Linked DNA regions of Mus musculus: regions 1 and 2 are each linked to region 3. A link is a contact called in public HiChIP or PLAC-seq and Micro-C data. All regions are on one chromosome and are shown on one strand. The core of a region is the stretch at or near the end of the contact, and the rest is flanking DNA. Distances in the headings are between cores, read along the strand shown. Region 1 holds the start of Mark3 (MAP/microtubule affinity regulating kinase 3). Region 2 has its middle 13 kb from the start of Gm40578. Region 3 holds the start of Cdc42bpb (CDC42 binding protein kinase beta).

What was found. Hi-C and Micro-C count contacts between places; a contact is called where the count stands out from the background. HiChIP or PLAC-seq counts read pairs in DNA pulled down with a chosen protein or histone mark.
Region 1: a Micro-C map of embryonic stem cells shows a contact between it and region 3, with 5 times the contacts expected there. The contact joins the promoter of Mark3 here to the promoter of Cdc42bpb in region 3. A contact is called at or near these places in 3 of 484 Hi-C or Micro-C datasets (embryonic stem cells, muscle stem cells and uterus), 5 of 115 datasets of contacts at active chromatin or transcription factors (embryonic stem cells, extraembryonic endoderm stem cells, pancreatic cancer cells and 1 more) and 3 of 9 other capture datasets (adipose tissue, liver and pancreatic islet).
Region 2: a contact with region 3 is called in an H3K4me3 HiChIP or PLAC-seq map of bone marrow-derived macrophages, with 2.8 times the contacts expected there. The contact joins the enhancer-like site here to the promoter of Cdc42bpb in region 3. A contact is called at or near these places in 1 of 39 promoter capture datasets (hematopoietic stem and progenitor cells), 2 of 484 Hi-C or Micro-C datasets (bone marrow-derived macrophages and forebrain), 8 of 115 datasets of contacts at active chromatin or transcription factors (bone marrow-derived macrophages, embryonic stem cells, forebrain and 1 more) and 1 of 9 other capture datasets (adipose tissue).

Annotation. Positions count from the first base shown.
Region 1 is chr12:111,572,503-111,576,984 of GRCm38.p6, reverse strand. Mark3 (MAP/microtubule affinity regulating kinase 3) reads right to left here and starts at 2,464. Exons shown (of 18, transcript NM_001370744.1): 1 at 1,884-2,464. The coding sequence starts at 1,934. It overlaps 2810029C07Rik (RIKEN cDNA 2810029C07 gene), which reads left to right and starts at 2,583. Exons shown (of 2, transcript NR_045295.1): 1 at 2,583-3,112; 2 at 3,245-4,482.
Region 2 is chr12:111,513,613-111,518,342 of GRCm38.p6, reverse strand. No RefSeq gene overlaps it. Among named protein-coding and RNA genes, the nearest start is that of Gm40578, 13 kb to the right of the region's middle. Within about 2 kb of position 3,267, at least 81 of the 459 cell types and tissues checked have an H3K27ac peak or open chromatin away from gene starts, as enhancers often do. A contact at or near this core is called in adipose tissue, bone marrow-derived macrophages and hematopoietic stem and progenitor cells, where this site is marked.
Region 3 is chr12:111,375,410-111,379,773 of GRCm38.p6, reverse strand. Cdc42bpb (CDC42 binding protein kinase beta) reads left to right here and starts at 2,056. Exons shown (of 37, transcript NM_183016.2): 1 at 2,056-2,677. The coding sequence starts at 2,503.

The DNA of each region.
Region 1 (4,482 bases), core at 1,215-3,714, 200 kb before region 3:
ACAAAACAACTTAACAAATTGACAAAGAACATGGGAAGAATGAGCCACTTCAGTCTAAAATAATCACAAATAACTACCTAAAACCATGCATTCCAGACTAAAAATAGACTACTTCTCCTTGAGTCCTCCCACCCCCATGAAATATACTGTTAAAGCCAGGCAGGGTGGAGCATGCCTTTAAACCCCAGCACTTCAGAGGCAGAGGCAGGCAGGTCACTAGTCTACATAGAGAATTCCAGGATAGCCAGAGCTACACAGTGACATGGCAGATTAGATAGATAGATAGATAGATAGATAGATAGATAGATAGATAGATAGATAGATAGACAGACAGACAGACAGACAGACATGGCAGATTAGATAGACAGACAGATGATAGTATAGAAATTTAAAGAAGACTAAAATGGTGTCTTTCATTATCATAAACCTGTTTCTTCAATTTAGAAAGCATAAGTTCTAGTTCTACCTAAAGTTTTGATTTCAATGATCAAAGCCAATCAACTGATTTACTTGCTTCATTTTTTAGGGTAGCCAAAGAATATGATGATCAATCAGGTCAAAGATAAGTTTCTTCAAAAGAACATAAAGAGGAAAGGTCTCAGGTGGATGTGTCTGTATCCTCTGCTGTGGGGAAACTGAGGCAGAGGCTCCCTTAGACAGCCCAAGCAACACAGCAAGAACTGTGGAACAAAGAAGTGAGGAAGAGAAAAAAAAGAGAAAGAAGGGGAGAAGGGTGAGGAAGGAAGAGGAGGGAAAAGGTCTAGTCTAAGCTCTCCCAGTTAGGAAATCTTCTATCTATCTCAGGGGGAAGAACATATACAACTGTATAGTAACACACCACAGAGATGACTTAGACCAAATAGATTAAATTACCTAATAGCTATCAAGCACAAGTGTCATTTTGAAGATTAAAATGAAGGCATTTGATACCACTAGGTCACCATGTCTAAGGATGGTTTTCAAAGCATGAAAACACCCGAAGCATGAAAGCTTTTCCAAAGAGACTGCATTTTCTTGCCAGCAGTTACCTCATAGCTCCGCATAATGAAAGGCCAGTGAAGTTTCTTTACAAGTTATTTACTAAATGCTTTACAGAGGACAAAGCTAGGCTGGAACACTTTGGAATCCGATGCGGAAGAAGAGTTCAAAAAACACTTGGGCAGGTCAAACATTTCTTCAGTAGAACTTCTACTACACGTTTGTCACTCCCTAGCAATGCTGCTCCAGGCTGTGGTTTGGTTTGGTTCTGCAGGTCCTTTCCAACAAAATCCTTTTACATAGATTTGCTGGGTGTGCACACTGGACCGGGCCTGAGAGCTACTCCAAGCCAACCTTTTGCAGCGGAAGGAAAAGGCAACCCAGTGGGTGTCCCTCGGCCGGGCAGCAGAACAGAGCAGAGCTTCACATCTGCTTCTCAAAACACTCAGCCCGCTGCTTCCGAACAGATTTAGCTTTGCCAAGGACGGGAAGCTACTCCTTGATAAAGGCAGCGGCTCTGGAGCAGAGAACTACTCTTGTGAGTGCGGGAACTACGGGGGCCCACAAGGATCTCTCCACGGGGCACTTAGTTTTGGCAGTTGTCATTAAACTTAGTCCCCTTTTAAAGGGCGCTCCGCTCGACCCGATTGGATCCTATTAATCTGCACCTAGGTCTGACTGGCAGGCTCAGACCCTGCCCGACGTTAAGAGGAGAGTTGTGTTCAACCGCGCACTGGCCGCAGCAGCGCACGGACGGGTAATGCTCAGCCGACCGTAAGGACAGCGCGCAGGCCGCACGCGCGCCGCAGGACAGGGCTGCGCCTTGACCCCTGCCTGGAGCATCTGGGCTGGATCCCCCTGCTACCACCCTGAGGGTCTGCCACCCTGCAGCGCAGTCCACTCACGTTTTCAGTGTCTCGTTCATTCACCGTTGGCAAAGGGGTCCTAGTGGACATCTTATTGCGCTTTGATTCCGCACAACGCCAAGGCGAAAACAAAACCGCCCAGCTTTGGGCGGCCGGCGAGCAGCGGCCGCGAGCCTCCGGGCCCTGCCCTCCCTGGCCGGAGTCTAGATCTCCGGCCTGGCCCGGGCCGTGCGCCCGCGGGCCCCGGGGCTCATTCTCCCCCAGCGCCGGCGGCCGCACTGGAAGCGGGCCGGCTGGCCGCCGCCGCAAGCCTCAGGGCACCTCACGGGCCTCGCGGGCCCCGCGCCTCCTCGCCGCTCGCAGCCGCAGCGCCGCGGAGCTCAGCCCCGGGGGCTCGACACGGCGCGGCCGGCAGCCCCTGAAGAGGCAGCAGCGCAGGAGGATGGAGCGGAGATGGAGCGCAAGACAGGCCGCCGCGGCCTGCAGGCGCCGACCATGGAGGGAGCCGCGGAGGAGGCGCCCACGCCCGGCTGCTTTCCCTTCTCCGGCTCGCTTTCCGCCCGGCCTCGCCCTGCCGGCTGCCACCGCCGCTCCCGGCACCTCAGGAGCCTTACAGACTCAAGATGGCCGCGCCTCGGCTTCCTCCGCTGCCTCCGGCTGCCGGAAGTGACGCTACGGCCGCCTGGAGTTCCGCCAATCAGCGCGGTCGGAGCTAGCTGCCGGCTGCTGTTGCTAGGGGCGACTCGTCCTGTTGGGTCTGAGGGGGTGGTGCCGTCGGAAAGGTCTTGCTTGGTCTCCTCTCTAGCGGGCGGAGAGTTCCAATGGTCCAGATTGCCTGGGCATCCCTGACCCCTCCGGACCACTTCCCTAGAGGGCATCCTGTGCCCGACTGCTGGGCTGGCATTTGCAGAGTACAGATCTAGGCTGTCTGGATTATACTACACATGAAGAGCCTACTGTTTGCAAAAATTGACTTTTCTTTCCCGCGGCCACGCTGCAAAGGATGGAGCTCCAGCAGCGAAGCAGCAGTCACTGGTCTAGCTGAAGAGGAAGGAGCCAGGCTCCTGCTTCGTAACCGAGGCATCTAGCATCCAGCCAAAGAACTTTTTTGCCTCTGACTAAGGAGCCACTGGTTATCGGAGCCGGCTCAATTGAATACCCATTCGGATGAAAGAGTGAAGTATAAAATAACAAGGTAGCACAAAAAGCTGGGAAGAGGGACTCGATGAGATCACGTAGACGCCCCCAGGATCAGATCCTAAATGCCGGTAGGGGCTTATATAATCAATATTTCTCTGTCTCTTCCTCTCCCTTTCGTTCTCTCACTCCCTCTATCCCTCACTTTTCCCCTCTGTCCCTTTCTCCTTCCTCCTCTCTCGCCTCTCCCTCTCTTACTTCAGTCTTCTGAAGAGCGATATTGCTACAGGCTTGGACCAGGGAGTGACCTGCAGGTGGAACTCTGAATATGCTGCCTCTTCTAGAAGGCCTGCTCAGCGTGTCACCTCTTTATGTCTTCTAAGGAGAGAATCCATTGGTAGAGGAGGGAGGGCTATGTGAGCCGGGGTAAGACAAACTGTTACTAATAGTCCACCTTGTGCCGGTTATTCATTAAGCCTCAGTGTAGCCGCATAAGATGCTCAGGCACAGCACGTGACCTAAAGTCTGGGTAAGTTGGTTACTTTACCCAGGCCATCGGTGGTGTTGGTTATAGAAGGATCTGAACCCCATTCCTACAGCTTTAGAAATGGCTAAACTTGTGAGTGACTAAACTTTGCTTTCTTTCCTTCTTATGTTTTGTTTGCTTGCTTTGGTTCTGCCCCCCCAACACCCCGATATCCTGGTGTATCCTGCTTTGTGAAACAACAGATCTTCAAACACCAGCATCACATCCAGAGAGGCCAGAGGGTCCCAAGACAAAACAAGCCGGGGCCAAGACGCACTCAGAGCTCCTATCTCACCCTCTTAGGGGTGTGCTCGGGGCACCAGATGGGTTATTAAATGTTATTCTCTTTCTCCCTTTTTGGTTAAGCAGAGGACTGCAGAGGAAAGCCTCTGAATCAAATGTTTGCTCCACACAGTTCAACTGAAATGTAGGTTGTGATGAGTGGACACGTGCTCCACAGCTAAGAGACCAACCGAGGGCATCCTATCCCACTCGTGGGTCTAAGGGGAGACTTACAGAAGGCATACTTACTCTGAAGATGGAATGATAGCTGAAGAGACAGAGTGATGCCTAGGGCCTGTCAGACACCCAGTTTAGCCTAATACAGAAAAGCACGGAGGTGAGAAACAACAGGGTGAATCCAAGGAAATTCAACAGGAGCATGTGAGAGGCAGGAGCCAGGGAGAGTTAGACATGGCCCGAAACAAGTTCTCCCCTCCACCCTGAGGAATTCTGGTGCTTCAGCACTGGCTCCTGAAGAATTGGGGAAACTTCCCAGAAGGTTGTCAGCCTCTCTCCGGCAGGAGCTTTACAGAGGTCTGTGGACACTTCAGAGCACCCACACGGGCCAGAGAAGTAACTGGTCACGAGGCTTCCCCCAGGGGGACTTCCTCACTCAAGCGACACATTAAACTCTGAGTCAATGAATGCCAGAGGTTAGGGGTAAAGATGACAGCACTTCACCTCAAGCTACCT
Region 2 (4,730 bases), core at 2,018-4,517, 140 kb before region 3:
ATTTGTTCTGGGATAGGAGGAGGGACTTGATCAATGCACCTTGTTTAGAAAGAGGCTCGTTTGTTTATATGAACTGCTTCCAGTGATGGTCAGGACTGGAGCCTCTCTGGGCTATGAGTTCTGTGTACCTTGGAAGAGCCTCCAATGGGGACTACTTATCTTCTCATAACAAACATGTTCTGTTCCCAACCCCCAAACCACGCATATCAAAGCCACACATGCCAGAGGAGGTATCAGCGGGAGGGGTGGCTTTTCTGCTGCTAAGTGTGCATGAATAAACATTTTATCTATCTGCCACCTGGATGATTCCAGCGCACTCTCACTTGCTCAGAATGGAGCAAGCATTTCCAGTTGTACTTAGTAGCCTGGAACACAGGCTCTGTCCCAGGTCTCAGAGTAACAGTTAGGGGGGCTTCCCATGTCTGCATGTTAGTGTCTTTTCCTATCCTCTGCCCCCCCAGTGCTGGGATTAAAGGCATGCTCCACCCACTCTGCAGAGAGGGTTTTAAGTTCATCCGTTGTGTTAGGAACAGGTCTTATAATGGCAAATGGTCTGAGTTCATGTTCCCCATCAGATCTGCTCTCTGCAACGTGAGATCTACTTTTTGTGACTTGTTGAAGTCCAGGAAGCTCAGGGCAGGATTTTGACAGCACCTATTATGAGTGTTCCTTTGTGGATTATGAGATACCCTGGTGACAGACACTAAAGCACTGTGCTGTGCTTTACAGATCTAACTTCTCGACTATAATAAATATCCTGAGTCAGGGTCTCACTGTGTAGACCCTGGACTGGAACTCCCGGAGATCCTCCTGTCTCTGCTTCTTAAGATCTAAGATTAATGTGCTATATACCTTCAATGTTAGAATTAGGTGTAATGTTTGAATGATTGATATTTGAACATTATAGCCGAGTGCTGAATGTTTGCTTAGCATGTACAAAGCCATGGGTTTGAACCACAGCACCACATAACGAAGCCACTGTAGTATGACATGTTGGAATCTAAGCCAGGTAGAGTGAGTGGCTCACACCCATAATTCTCACATTCCAGAGGATGAGGCAGGAAGATTTCTTGAAGTTCAAAGCCATTCTGTGGCCACATGATGACTTCCAAGCCAGAATTGTATAACAAGACCAGGATCAGAAAACAAATAACAAAACCAACAACTTCCCACTAAGTGATGGCTGCGTCCTTGGGGCCTCTTGATATTCGTGTATCTGTGAGGCTGTAACCCTGGGCACATACTGATTTTAAATGACTGCATCATCTTGGGTGAGTTGCATCTGTCCCTAATCAAACTCTGCCAAGGTCTCCTTGAGCTGTCACTTCCTCCTCTGCTTAGCACCTGCTTCTTGCTGACTCAGAACTGTTCACTCCCCCGTACGCATCCTTTAGTGTTCTTCATGTGTGTCTGTGGCCAGTAGTGTTACTGCAGCGGGAGGTTAAAACACTCAGTGTGTCTGCGTCTGTCTGTGGCTTAGTCTACTACTGCAATTATTGAAATATTTCCACTTCTCTACCACATTAACTGTTAGAGCAGTTTGTTCCACCTTTTCTATATATTTTTTTTAATTTGGTTTGTTTTGTTTTTGAGACAGGGTCTCCCTACATAGCCCTGGCTGTTCTAGAGCTCTGTGTAGATCAGACTGACCAGCAACTCACAGAGATTCACCTGCCTCTGCTTCTTGGGATGCTGGGATTAAAGGCCTGTATTACCACAGTGGGCTTCTTTTTTGTTTGTTTTGAGGCTAACATAGCCCTGGCTGGCCTTGAATTCAGACATCCATCTGTCTCTGTCTCCTGAGTTCTGGGATTGCAGATGTGAACCATCATGTCCAACTCTTTTCTGTCGTTCTTCCTGGTCTTCTGGTGTTTAACACCCGTGGGATAACCCATGTAGAGCAAGAGAGACGCCTACCACAGCCTTCCTTTTCCCTCATTGCCTCAGCTTCTCAGTAACACCTAGATGTTTCTCTTTTTGGCCTTGGTCAGGGTTTTTCTATTTCTTCAGTTTAGTTTGTGGGTATGATGGTTAGTCTGTCAGCTTGGCTGAGCTAACAGGCACCTAGCATTAGTGAAACTCCCCTGTATGTCTGAGGGGGACTGATTCCAGAGAGGAGTACCCTGAAGGACAGTGACCGAGGACAGTCCCATAACGAATATGGGTGGCATCTTCCAGCCAGTGGCCCAGATAATGAGTTCTAAGGAGAAGCAGTGCTGAGGGTACCTCCCTTTGCTGCTTCCTGATTGGCTGGAGTGACCGACACCTGCTGACTCCAGACTCCAGCTTCTTCAGTGGTCCAAAGTGGACTCAAAACCAGCCGCTCTCCAGGGACTAAATTCTCTAGGCTTTAAGCACCTCTGTGGGAGCTCTGAGGCTCCCAACTTCCCAGGTTAAGAAGGTTCTGGGTCCTCCGCCTCTCCAGAGCACAGAGAGCCATTGTTGGACTCCAGTCATATTATATAAGTCAACTTCATTCATTCATTCATTCATTCATTTATTTGTTTATTTCAAGATCAGGTCTTACCTAACCTAGGCTGGCCTTAGTGTAAACTCATTTGGATGGCTTTAAATTTTTTTTTCTTTTTTTTTTTTTTTTTTTTTTTTTTCAATGCTGGCTGTGGTGGCTTACAACTTTTATCCCAGCACATGGGAGGCCAGCCTGGTCTACTTTGTGAGATCTTGTCTCAAAACAAAACAAACCAAACCAAACCAAAAATAAACAACAACAACAACAAATATTACAACATAAAATCTTTACCTTAGTGATTGGTAGACGCTTGGAGCAGTGGCTCAGTGGTTAAGCACTTGCTGCTCTTCCAGAGGACCCAAGTCCAGTTCTTAGCACCCATATTAGGCTCCCAGCTGCCTCTTAACTCCAGCTCCAAAGGATGCACTGCCCTCTTCTGGCTTTGGAGGGAATTTTCACATATCACACACACACACACACACACACACACACACACACACACACACACACACACACACACACACACATCTAAAAACCCAAAAGGATTGAGAGAAAGCCTCTATTCAAAGCAGTGTCTCCCAAATGCCAGCCAGGATGAGAGGTGCACGCCATCATGGCTGCCTGGGGCTTGTGTGCCTTCCCTACCACCTTTCCTAGCACTCCCTATGTCTTCTTGTGAGATGGGGCCACATGTAGGTCAAGCTGGCCTCAAGCTCCTCTATCACACCATGCCCCTCTGAGGACAACCTGGGTCACCATGTCTGGTTGGCGCTGCCCTTCTCTCTCCATCTCTTGCATCTGGCACTTTCAGTTTCAGTTTCTGTCTTCGTAGTCCTCCTCCTCCTCCTCCTCCTCTTCCTGTCTTAGTCCTCCTGTTCCTAGGAGGCTTCCTCCCTGCGATCCTCCCATCTGCTGATGTGTGCCTTGCTGTGCCCAGTCGGCCCTTTATTTATTGCATTCTGAATTTCCTGCTGTGTTTTCCGAGGCTGAGCTTTCTTGCTCGGTTCCTTTCTCCGGTCGCCCTCTTTCCTATTGTTATTTGTGGGTTGCTAGTATCTCCCCTCACCCTGCCTGCTCTGCTTAGTCGCCTGGTCCTAGCATTCCACTGCAGCCAGTACAGTGTGGAACACAGTCCATGCTCCATGTCCTTTAGACTAGTCCTGCCCTGTGTGGGCTGGGTACTTGGCTTTGCACACACTTGGAGACATCAGCTACTCTGCCAGGCTTGTTCAGTGGGGTGGGTGGTTGAACCCAGACTATGCCTGCAGGTCAAGGTCTGCTTTCCCTAGGGAGGGAGACTAGGTCAGCTTCCAAAGAAGGATAAAAGGTTGGCAGTATCCTCAGGAGGTCAAGCGGCCTCAACCAGGCCACCAATAAATTATGGGAACAGGATTGACCATCGTGACTCCTCACGGCTGCCAGCCTTAGTATTCTTGCCACACTAGGTCACTGGCTGTGGGAAGTGTGGATTTCCTGGACCATTTACATTCCCTGGAACTCGAGAGGAGGGAGGTGAAACTCATGCCAACACACACCCTTAGATTTGACTGGCCTGGGCCTGTCTGTGTTCCCGTTTCTGCGGTGGTAGATGAAAGGCCAAGGGGACAGTGACCTTGGCTGTTATGTCTGTCACAGCCTCCTTCCTACTTCCTGATGTGTCTGTCTTTTGCTTAAGGGTCATGCCCTCATTTGATGAGTGTTATGATTAAAACAGAAAATTCTCCTTCTACCTTGCAGGTCTCTGAGGATAGAAAAAAAATCAGGTCACGGGGACTGTATAAAATGCAGGATAATTAAGGTTTAAAGCATACATCCTTCTGCAGATGGCCTGGAGCTTGAAGGAGAGGCCATGAGCTGACTGGGTACTGCCAGCTTGGGGCTGTGGCCTTTGGAGAATGTTGGCACCGATCTCCTCACCCAACCCCCCGCCCTTGGGAAAAGCAGCCTGACCTTGCTATCCAGCCTTACTGCTTCAGAGAGTAACATTTAAATTCATCCCCACACTTCCCCAACTGCCCGGGAGATGTCCTCTGTCAAGTCGGGAATTTGGGTCAGCTGTTCCTCAAAGAAGTTCATAGCCCCAGCAGCAGTCAGTGGGTAATGTTTGAGGAGGGTTGTCAGGGGTGTGTTCGGTGGCAGGGGTAGGCCTGGAGAAGGATTGGGTCACAAGCTTAGCCTCTTTCTTCCTTCCTTTCTTTCTTTCTTTCTTTTTTTTTTTTCTTTTTTTTTTTTTTTTTTTTTTTTTTGTATTTTCAAGACA
Region 3 (4,364 bases), core at 807-3,306:
GTGGAATTCTCAGGATCTGAGGGCTAATCCCTCCAGACTGCCTAGGTAGATTATCAACCTGTCCCCAACTCTGGACCAAGTCTTTGCTTGTGGCTTGAAGTGACTGTGTTGTGAACATTTTGAGGTGTTGGGATAGGCTAGCTTGGAGTAGGGTTGGCGTGTTGATCTAAAAGCTGTTTACTGTAAGGACATGGTGGGCTCTCATGGATGCCATACATAGAAGATACATAGCTAGGCTTCCTCAGGCAAGAGCCAGCACCCAAGCCTCTCACCCTTCAACTTGTTGGTCACAGACTTTCTGTTTTCTAAAATATTAGCCCTCATGCTCCAAAAGCAGGCACCAAAGTAAAAGTAGTTATGAACAGGGCAAGTGAGCAAAGGGCTTCCCGGGTGGCAACTCAAATCCTTTCCCAAACTGACTAAAATGCACAAGAGGAAATTGACTACAGAAAGCTTTCTTTCTTTCTTTCTTTCTTTCTTTCTTTCTTTCTTTCTTTCTTTCTTTCTTTCTTTCTTTCTCAGAGACAGGGTTTTCTCTGTATAGCCTTGGCTGTCCTGGAACTCACTTTGTAAACCAGGCTGGCCTCGAACTCAGAGATCCGCCTGCCTCTGCCTCCCGAGTGCTGAGATTAAAGGCATGTGCCACCACGCAAGTATACTCACTGTTTCAAGTTCAAAGGAAGCTTACAGAGTACACCTGGGTCTGATCTGTCCCAGGGGTGGACGGCGTCCTAAAAGGCAGTGCGGAAACAGATCTGGGATGAGCAGACGCACTGAAGGCAGTTGGGTTGGGCACCTCAGACTGGTACCGGGGTGCAAGGGCAAAGTCCTAATTTGGAGGGATTAAATAGTCCAGCAGCATGCAATCAGAGAAGGGACTCAGAGTTGTCCGTTGGGAGTGGCTGGAAGTGTGACAGGGCCAGCCAAAGAAGACACTCTCGTGGGCAAGCTTACGGGACAAAGAAAAAGCAAGAGGGCTGTCAAGGAAAAAAAAATGCAGTTGGCTGCTCAGACTTTAGTTTTGGGTAGGATGATTCTCTTGGGCTTTAATTTTTAAGTTTAAACAACTGGGCATCACACACATGCAGTAACTCGTGAATATACTTTATATGTGTATAGATTCCTTCACAATAATAAAGATCTGACAAGGGTTCGCTCTATCCAACCTACAATACCGGGCTATTTTGCCTGCGTCTTAAAAACTAAGTTAGATACACACACATACTGACGCGCGTGAATTTTGAGGGCAGTTTGGAGGCTTATGTGTGTGCTTCGTAACCCCAACCAAGTCATACATCATTCCCAGCAGGCAGGGACTCTTCAGTCGCTTCCTGCTGGAGTCGCCATTCGGCTTTCCACCCTGCGCTTTGCCTCAGGCTCCTCTCAGCTTCCGGCTTCCAAACCCCACCTGCCCCGCCTCTGCTGCACCACAAGCCCCCATTCTTTTGAAGCAACCTTGGGGTCCACAAAGGGCTCCTCCTCTGCGGAGGTTGGGGATGTCATAAGGGATGTTTTACATCAACCTTCTGAGCCGTCCAACTGAGTGAAAGCGGCGACTCGCCTGGAGACAACAGTCTACTCCCCACCAGGTCGACACCCTAATAATCAGTCACGGGGTAGACTCTGAACCGATGAGACAGGGCACTGCGCATCCCCAGCGGCGCGTGCCCAGTGGGGAGCGCGCGTCCAGCGGACCCCGGAGCCTCCCGGCAGGTGCCCCGCCCGCGTCTCCCGTGCGCACTGGGACCCAGAGCACTGTCGGTTCACAGCTCAGACGAGCTCAACCGAAACCCAGCAGTAATGACCCGGGGGTCGCGCCGGACAGCTGCCTCGCTAGGCCACGAGGGTCGGTCCCGAGGATCGGGAACAGAGCCGAACTATGGGACCCAGGGCGCACACAGCGCGGCTGGGCGCCCCGCCCGCGCTCCTGTGCGCGTGCGCCACCCGCAATCTCGGTTTCGCACTGGGTACCCCGCCCCACACCGTCCCTACGGCGAACCGCGAGGCCCAAAGAGCGGAGGATCGCCGCGGGCCGAGGGCGGGGCGTCGCGCTGAGGTCAGCGCGGCGGCGATCGGCCCCGCGGTGGTTGGCTGCGCCGCGCTGGCCGCGCCCTGGTTGGCTTGCAGGTCGCGGGCTGGGCGGCTGGCCGGGCTGAGGTCGGGGCTCGGGCGCCGGCCGGGTGTACGCGGTGCTGGGCTCCGCCGCGGTCCGGGTCGGTGACGGCGCGCGCGAGGGCGCGGCCAGGCGCCGAGGGCGGGGACGGCGTGCGGGCGGCGCCTAGGGGAGGAGACCGGCCCATGGACCCGCGGGGCCCGGTGCCCCAGACTCGGTGCCGCCGGGACGGAGCCCAAGATGTCGGCCTAGGCCGGGCTGCGACGACAAGGACTGTGCGGCTACTGGACGCCGGGGTGCGCGGCCGCCGGGCCGGGGAGTGCTGGCTCTGACGCCGGGGCGCACGGACGGAGAGAGGCCGGCGCGTGGGGAGCGGGCCGCGCGGCACCATGTCGGCCAAGGTGCGGCTCAAGAAGCTGGAGCAGCTGCTCCTGGACGGGCCGTGGCGCAACGATAGCGCCCTGAGCGTGGAGACGCTGCTGGACGTGCTGGTGTGCCTTTACACCGAGTGCAGCCACTCGGCGCTGCGCCGCGACAAGTATGTGGCGGAGTTCCTCGAGTGGGGTGAGTAAGGTGCCGCTCGCCCCCCTGCGCCTCTCACTGCTCGCACCCGCGCCGGGCCTCCCTGGTTCTGCGCTCCGGAGCCACATCCTCCGTTTGCACTCCCCCCACTCCCGGCCATCGCCCTGGCCGCTTCCTAGACCCACCCTCCCAGTCTGGATATCATTTCCTGCAGCGCTCCCTGGGATATCCGCCCTGCCCCCGCCCCGGACTAGCCTTTGGGGTCCAGAGTCGAGCCTGGAGCTACCCCTCCTAGCCCTAGACTCTACCGGGTGGGAGGGCAGCCTCTGTGCCTTTTGCACCTCCTCACCACCCGCCCCTGCTCGGTGGGCCTTCCGAAGGCTTCGTTCCACAGCCCAGCCCCTAGGACTCCACCCAGGTGACAGCCTGTCCACCTCCCCTTGATGTCCACGGCTTGAATATCCCTTTCTTTTAGCACGTCCGAGCAGTTTTTAACTGTTAAAGGTTTTATATAAAATACAAGAACCCTCCCCCAACACCCCCAACCCCCGACTCCCTAATTGTAACCGTGTCAGACTGGTGATATTTCGGGGTGTGTGTGACAGCTAGAACTGTCACTTAAAAACTTATACATCTGATCTTGGGTATTCGGTTCATCTAGGGATCTAATGCAGTAATCATAGATCGGATGATCTATTGTGCTTTATTAGGACGAATGCTTGATTAAGTCATTCATTGACAGTTCTCAAGACAGGCTACAGTGTAAGGTTTCAACCAACCCGGACAGTAATTTCCCCTTAAGACCCTCAGTTCCCTCACAAGGACTAAGGAGGAGGAAGTGTGATTTAGGTTCAGGTCCAGCTCTGTAAATCTTGTCCTTGGTTGCTTTCGTCATTGGGCTAAGACTGTGCAGTTTGAACCAGTCATTTCTAATCTTCCGGACAGATAAGGTTGATATTTACAGGAGGAAACAAATGTGTTCCACATGCAGGCCTCCTCCTCTAACCGAAATCTAGAGCTGTGTGTAGAACTTCATTGTCCCTCAGTTTTAGAGGGCTTCTGCCTGGTTGCTATTCCGTGAGATGTTGCTGCAGCTGCTTGAGAGCAGCTAGGGGAGGTGTGGGGGCTTTGTTGTGAGGGGCCTCTCTCTGCTCTTGGTCACACAGAGGACTGAGCCCTTCCTTGAGAGCACTGGCTCTCCGGAGACTTAGCAGTGACACGATTTCCAGTTGGATAGTGAACTGATTTCACAGAGTTGCTTTGAAAGTGAGGTCTTTAGTGCACGCTGCAATCTGAGACTTCTCAACATTGGGTTTGCCATTCTTAGCACTGGATCTTGCGATCGAGGCAGTTCCGCAGTCAGGTTCAGCTGGGTGCCCTGCGCGAGGGATAGATACGTCGCTCTGCTCTGCTTGAGGAGAGGGAGGGCAGATTTTGTAATATTTGACCTTTCCAAATCTAAACAGAAGCTGCGTGCTGTCGTGTAGACATAGTTTTAAAATTGTGTTTTGTCTCTTGGAAATTGTGATTACAAATAAATTATCCTCTTAGTTCCTACTCTAAGCTTTTAATTAAGAGCAACCCAGCTGTGATGGCACCCAGCTGTAATCCCGGCATTCGGGAGGCAGAGACAGGAGGCTAAGTATTGAAGGTTAGCCTCAGCTACATTGTGACTTTGAAGCCCAGCATGGGGTATCTAAGAGAGAGTGTCCCTGAACAACAAAAAACA